Linked DNA regions of Mus musculus: region 1 is linked to region 2. Evidence: chromatin contacts called from public HiChIP or PLAC-seq data. All regions are on one chromosome and are shown on one strand. The core of a region is the stretch at or near the end of the contact, and the rest is flanking DNA. Distances in the headings are between cores, read along the strand shown. Region 1 holds the start of Cisd3 (CDGSH iron sulfur domain 3). Region 2 overlaps Pip4k2b (phosphatidylinositol-5-phosphate 4-kinase, type II, beta).

What was found. HiChIP or PLAC-seq counts read pairs in DNA pulled down with a chosen protein or histone mark.
Region 1: a contact with region 2 is called in an HNF4G HiChIP or PLAC-seq map of pancreatic cancer cells. The contact joins the promoter of Cisd3 here to the enhancer-like site in region 2. A contact is called at or near these places in 7 of 39 promoter capture datasets (the C10 cell line, HPC-7-derived erythroid cells, embryonic stem cells and 4 more), 1 of 15 datasets of contacts at CTCF or cohesin (large pre-B cells), 1 of 484 Hi-C or Micro-C datasets (Th2 cells), 10 of 115 datasets of contacts at active chromatin or transcription factors (CD8 T cells, the HPC-7 cell line, bone marrow-derived macrophages and 4 more) and 4 of 9 other capture datasets (adipose tissue, liver, macrophages and 1 more).

Annotation. Positions count from the first base shown.
Region 1 is chr11:97,684,472-97,687,768 of GRCm38.p6, reverse strand. It overlaps Cisd3 (CDGSH iron sulfur domain 3), which reads right to left and starts at 1,836. Exons shown (of 3, transcript NM_001085500.3): 1 at 1,554-1,836; 2 at 1,149-1,268. The coding sequence starts at 1,667. Mllt6 (myeloid/lymphoid or mixed-lineage leukemia; translocated to, 6) reads right to left here. Exons shown (of 20, transcript NM_139311.2): 20 at 2,311-3,297.
Region 2 is chr11:97,727,055-97,730,613 of GRCm38.p6, reverse strand. Pip4k2b (phosphatidylinositol-5-phosphate 4-kinase, type II, beta) reads left to right here. Exons shown (of 10, transcript NM_054051.1): 3 at 964-1,060. Among named protein-coding and RNA genes, the nearest start is that of Pip4k2b, 16 kb to the left of the region's middle. Within about 2 kb of position 2,158, at least 128 of the 459 cell types and tissues checked have an H3K27ac peak or open chromatin away from gene starts, as enhancers often do. A contact at or near this core is called in CD8 T cells, the HPC-7 cell line, Th2 cells and 4 more, where this site is marked.

The DNA.
Region 1 (3,297 bases), core at 587-3,086, 43 kb after region 2:
GATGTATGTCGCTACACCCTGTTTATTGCGTGTTGGGGATGGATAGATTCCAGGGCTTCCACACACTGCAGACAAAGGGTCTATCCACTGGGTTAGGTTCATAGCCTCACCTCAGTTTTTGTTTGTTTTGGTTTTCTTTTTTAACGGCTAGGTGAGGTTGAGTCCCCATTGGCCCATGAAAGCAACATTCTTTGCAATGTTCCTCAGGGAGGGAGAGAGCCCAGTGCGCAGTGCCTTTGTAGGGTGGGGTCAGTCTTGCCTGTAAGCAAGGGGGTGTCTACAACAGCCTGCCTAGAGTACCACTATGAATGTGAGCACCACATCTCACAGGAGAACCCTTCAAAGGATGGTGAAGACAGAGGCCCAAGGAGGGGAGAGGCCTTGTCAGGGGCAGAGTGTGCGGAGAGATGAACTAGTGAAAACTAGAAAACCAGCACCCTGCCTAAAGGGCATGGGCATGTACCCACAATCCTCTGGCTGGCATGCCCTTGAAACTGCCCCACCCTCTGGAATATCTGTTCAAAGGCCACAAAGGAAGCCTCCAGAGCTGGATTTATGGTCTCAACCACAGCATGGGAAACAGGACAGAGTTCTCCAGAATGAAAGGGAGAAGCTCCGGCTACAGTGAAGGGCTCCTGTACAGCTGGGATGGCATCGGATGGCAGCAGGCAAGCAGGAAAAGTCACATCCAAGGTGAAAAGAGACCTGGGAGGGGACATCAGGGAAGACTGAACAGAATCCTCCCAGCTGTGAGGACCAAGGCCTGGCACATGGGCTGCTTGGAAGGAGCAGGGCGGGCAGCCTTCGAGGAGACTGAGTCAGCCACAGAGCTGTGGCCCTTCTGTACCTCCTAGGCTCCTGGGGAGGGACATGGACATACACTGACAATGGCCATCCTGATAGTGGTGTCCCTGACCTGTGAGCTGGTTCCTGCCATCGAGCCCCATCCCCCAATTGTATGTATCTCACCTATATACAGAAAGAAGGGAAATGTGGACGGACTGAAAGTCCCCAGGATAGACCATGCTGACCCCAAGCACGTGGAGAGGAGGAGATGGATGTTTGCGTGTCACACTGCCAGGCCTAACCGTTAGCGTCAGAGATCAGGCTGTGTCACATCTAAAGGAAAAGCTACAGGAGTAACTCACCTGATTCTTGCTTCGGCCACATACACACCACCTGTAGGTTTTCCCGGCAACCAGCTCCAATCTGATGGGTGTCTTCTGTGCCACCACTGGCTTGGCTGGGTCTTTGGGGAACCATCGGGCCTATGATCAGGGTGGATGAGTGACTCGGGATGATCCCAAGTCTTGGATATACTTTTAGTTGGCGGGGGGTTCTGTAACTCTTCTTCAAACTCTGGGGCTTGAAATCAGGTGGCTGTCCTCCCCTCAGTGGGAGACCTGGTTCCTTGCCTTCTGCCCTCTGGTCCACCAAACCTTCCCTAGAGCATGCTGGGAGCAAGGGTCTCCCTGTCGCTGTCTTGGATGTAGCTCTTGAGGTTTGGGGAACTGATAGGAGTTGTGCTGAGATTAGACAAGAGGTGTACTCACCAGCCAAGAAGAGATTTCCCGCCTCTGATACGGCTTCGACAAGGCAGGCAGGCAGATATGATTTGGAAACAGAAAAATAAAATCAGTGGGGAAGGAGAGACGCCGGAAGCCCATCAGGGAAGGGAAAGACCACAAGTCAAAGGAGCGTGGGACCTTTTTTTTTTTTTTTTTTTTTTTTTTTAATGGTTGGGAAAAGGTTCAAAGAAGAGGCGCTGCGGATCTTGGCATCTACTCGGGAGCTCCCTCCGGAAAGACTGCCCTGTGGGGACGCGCGGCCGAGGGGTGGAGTCTGACCTGGGCCGGTGGAGGCGGGGCCGAACGGCCAGGGGTCACCAAAGATGGGACGCTCACCCAGACGCCGCGCATGACCACAGCATGCAGGCTCGTCCCCCACGCTGCGCATGGCCGCTCTGCGCGTAGCCGCGTCCGGGTCGCCGCCCTCTCCGCTCCGCCCCCAAGGAAGACACCGCCCAGGCCCGCACAGGATGGGCACGGCCGAGCCGCCCTGGAGTCGGCAGGTGCCACCCTGGCTCTAGAGTTCAAGGCAGTCAGTGTGTATGTGGATCTATCACTCTGCAGGGCTCTGACGTCTGCATCTTCACCTGCACCGCACATTCTGTGCACTCCGGTTTGAACTATTCTTACAAGTACTTGAGAAAAAGGGGTCACTGACCGTATCCTGTCCTCCTCCCTCGGGCCTCCAGTTAGGAACCCATCTCCCTCCCTACAATAAAGCCAGACAAAGCAAGGTCTCTTTGGATTTTCTTTTTTTAGTAAAACATTCTTTTATTAAAAGAACAAGTGCTGTTTACGAACTGCCCTTCGTACAAATAACATCCGTTATACAAAGATACAAGACCCAGGCTATGCACAATTCCAGGCTTGGAGGTCGCAGGGGAACACCGTCTCTTGGGCTGAGGATATAAAGGTTTCAGAAAGAATGAAAAATGAGCCCCTGGGTTTGCAATCTGTGGCTTCCCTTCCTTGCTCCCTTAGGAAGGGTCTGCTACATGGAAACAGGCTGGGATGGAAGGAAGGGAGCCACAGTCCTTCGGGTCTTCAGTCCCAAGTGGGGCTGGAGAAAGTGAACACAGGAGAAAGAGGACGGTCCTCAGTCCCCAACGCTTCAGTAGGTCAAGACAAGGTGGTCTGCTGGGAACTAGACACACCTGTAATCCAGGAGGAAGCGGCTGGAGGGAACAGAGGGACTCCCTGACCCCACCTCCCTCCGTCCTAGCGGGCACCTCTCCCTGGCCCCACCTCCCTCTGTCCTAGTGGGCACCTCTCCCCAGGCACCAGCAGTCTGTTACTCCCTTTGGCCCTCTGCACTCTTGGGATGACTGAGACTAGCAGGGCGGGCCTGTGTCTCTGAAAACAGGTCAGCATTTCCAGGGTGGGAAGAGGAAATGGAACTGGTAGCCTCTTTGGGCTCTCATTTGTCTAGGCCCTTCCTAGGAGTCTAGGGTGGGAACTCCCTGGGTCTTCACACAAGGAAGGGAAGGGATCACCAGCAGTAGACCCAGGAGCTTGAGAGGGACACCCACAAGCTGGGGGATGAGGGAGAGGGGGATGGGACATACAATTTATTTCTTCTCTTAAAGGCAACCCTTAAAGTGTCATTGTCTGTGGAGGATTCGTCAGCTCAGAGCTAAGACAGTCAGTGCTACATAGATACCTTCCCGCCACGGGCACAACCCTACTACACTCACACCACCACACTCACCACACACACAGGGACAGCCAG
Region 2 (3,559 bases), core at 909-3,408:
GCCGGCATTACATGTGAACACTTGCGTCAAGGCACCTTTATCTTTGGACATCCAGGCAGGGCTCCTTGGACATAACTCTCCTCAGGATATTTGCATGGCAGTATCCCAGAGAAGAATGGCCTTTCTGTGAGAAAGATCTTTCTAGACACTATAGATCCAGCAGATGCTGGGTCTCACCTCCCGGGAGATACACTTTTCTTTGTAAGTTCTAAGGACAGCAAACAAACAAACAAACAAACAAAGACATATGAATTACAAGTGTACACTTAGACGATTCTTACAGAGATGAGGGTAAAGTTCTACCTGCCTAGAATCACCTACAGTGTTTGTTGAAAATGCAGATTTTGCCAGATGTAGTGGTACATTCTCTTTCTCTTCTTTTCTCTTTTCTTTCCTTTCTTTCCTTCTTTCTTTCTTCCTTTCTTTCTTCCTTCCTTTCTTTCTTTCTCTCTCTCTCTCTTTCTTTCTTTCTTTCTTTCTTTCTTTCTTTCTTTCTTTCTTTCTTTCTTTCTTTCTTTCTTTCTTTAAGATTTATTTATTTCATGTATGTGGGTACACTGTCACTGTCTTCAGACAACCCAGAAGATGGGATTGGATCCCATTACAGATGGTTGTGAGCCACCATGTAGTTGCTGGGAATTGAACTCAGAACCTCTGGAAGAGCAGTCAGTGCTCTTAACAGCTGAGCCATCTTTCCAGCCTGGTACATTCTTTTAACGCCAGCATTCTGGAGGCAGAGGTGGGCGGAGGGTGAGTTCAAGGCCAGCCTGGTCTACAGAGTGAGACCTCAAAACAAAAACAAAAACAAAAAACAAGCAAACAGAAAGAAAGGAAGGAAGGAAGAAAATAAAATGCAGATTTTGAGACTCACTTCCAGAATTTCTCCAGGCCACGCTTTGAAGGCTCTGGTGTTGCTCAGGCTGAGTTAGGGTGGTTCACAAAGCCTGTGTCTGCTTCCTCCAGGGAAAACCTCCCCAGCCGCTTCAAGTTCAAGGAGTACTGCCCCATGGTGTTCCGAAACCTCAGGGAGAGGTTCGGCATCGATGACCAGGACTACCAGGTAGGTACGGAGCTGTCTTGGCACAGCAGGGGGATTCAGAGATGTGGGGGTCAGGAAGCCACAAGATGGGCAGGGGTCAGAGTGTCAGCTGTCCCTGGGCTACTGCATCTCCCTGTCCAAGCTCACGCCTAGTGCCAGCAGACCAGGACTGGTAAGCCTGTAGGAGCCTTAGAGGATGCTCCTGCTTTGGGGGGGTGGGAGGGGGGAGCAGCGGGAGATTGCTGTGTGGGAGCAGCTTTTTGTCAGTCTGACACGCCCAGTCTAGGCTGAAGAACCCTTCCTTGGTAGTTTGACTGAGATAGAGCGTGCATGCAAGGAGGCCTGTTAAAAGCAGGTAAGACAGATTAGCAAAGAAAGGCATCAGGGGTAGCAACCTACATCATCCTACTGCCAAGTTAGAGCACCACTCCTGAGCGTGCCCCCTGTCTTCCCGGTGGTGGGCCGGGGACGGGCGACTGCTGCCTTCAGAGCATGATCCTGTCCTAGAAGCCACTGGCCTATGGGGAATGTCAGTCAGGGCAGCAGAGTCTGACTCAGCAGCCATGGCTCTGCACCGGCTCTACCTTGCGCTTAGAGCCCCTTCTTTTCCTGGCACACAGCCTGCTAGTGAAGGTGGAGATTTCCTTTGCCCTTAAGCAGTGACTTTTTCAGTCACCTGTGCTGATACCACAGCGGGATCAAAAACAAGTGCCTAAACCCCAGAAAGCTCTGTTGTGAACCTGCTAGAATTCACAGGGTCTGGAGATGAGAGCCTTCCCTTCCCCTCCCCCCACTCAGGAGGCCACACAGGCAGCTATTAGTGTCCTGAGGAAGGAGGGGAGAGCACACGCCAGGCTTGCGACGGACCTAAGCCGGAGGAAAGGTCCATGGCTGAGAAGTCCTGAGGTCGCCTCCAGCTCCTCTGCTGAGAGCAAACCCTGAACCCAGTCATAACCTGAATGGAGTCTGCTTTTCTGAAAATGTCTTGCCATTTCTGCCACCCCAAGTGGCTTGGCTCTGTTCCTTCCCCTGTGGTTTGTCCCCTGTCCCTGGGCTGTCTCACCACATCCTCTCCGTGTCTGCATCCTGCCTCTAATAGCCTTTTGGGCACATGACGTGCTCAAGGCTGAAATGAGGGCAACAAGGCTGCTGTTCAGGGAGGGGACGCTTAGCTCATGTGTTCAAAGTGCTCGGGAGTCCCAGATGCTGCACACAAGGCAGGCGGCAGGGCTGTGTATCAATCCTCACCTGGCTTACTGTTACAGGGCCAGGCAGGGAGAGAGGACACCTGGTTGACACAGCCTACTCACCTTTTTTGGGCTGGGGACTTATAGGACAGGCTTCTTTAATTTAGCACCCTTACTACTGAATGCCAGCACTCCCGACCTCTTGGTATTGCTGCCCCTGGGAAGAGAGTGCTGGTTCCCCATGGGGTTGTTGTTGTTATTGTTGTTGTTGTTGCTGTTGCTCATTTGTCTTTTGAGTTTATCATGGAGCTCTGACTAACCAGGCACCTGCTATGTAGACCAGGCTAACCTTGAATTCACAGAGATCCACATGTCTCTATCTCCTGAGTACTGAGATTCAAGATGTGTGTCATCAAACCTGGCCTTTATATTTAAGTCATTTTATTTTTAATTACGGGTGTGTCTGTGTGTGGTATGTGTGAGCCAGTGCCATGGCACTCAGAGCTATCGGATTCCCCTGGAGTAGGAGTTACTGTTATGTGCTGGGAATAGATGTTTCAAACCACTAAGCCATCTCTCCGGCCCCTCCAGAAGGTTTTGTGAGGTTGTATTAAGTGACCAAGAAGGACTTCATGAGATTGGGGAAGGTTGGGCAAAGAACCTCCCTGGGAACAGGTCCCAGCGGGTGTGATTTTAGTAACCTGGGCAGCAGGATCACCCCTGCATCTTACCTCCTGAAGTCCACATGCCCTTGTCTATATACATGTCTCACCCTCTCTGGGCTTCTCTGAGCATAGCGGGGGACAGAGGACGAGAGACGGAAGCACAGGCCCCTCTCATTGCCTTCCGACATGCACAGATGAGGCAGGCCCACCCAAGGGAGGCACTGGCAAGAGAGATGACATCATCCTTTCAAGTGATGGGATCAATACCTAGGAAAGAGGCATCCATGCCCGTGGCTCCCTGAGCTGGGCCTTTTGAATCTTTCCTAAGTTCTGTTACCCAAGAGACTCAGTGGTCCCCTTGGTCTGTCTCCCTGTGTCCCGAGTGTCGAAACTTTAAGCAGCTCGCTTGAGGCCATATTGCTTGTGAGGGTCAAGATGAGAACTCGGTCACCTCACACTGAGGCGGTTCTAGTTTCGAGAGCAGCTCTGGGGGTGAGAACAGACGTGTCACACATCAAACACAGAGCCTCGTCTGAGGTCAAAGGTCGGAGCAGCTCTGGTTATCTGGAGAAGCACTGCAGCCAGGGATATGAACACCCTAAGAAAAAAGGGGCTAGGAGACGTCCACCCTGGGCACCTCTGCCTCGGTGTTTGTCTGTCTGTAGAAG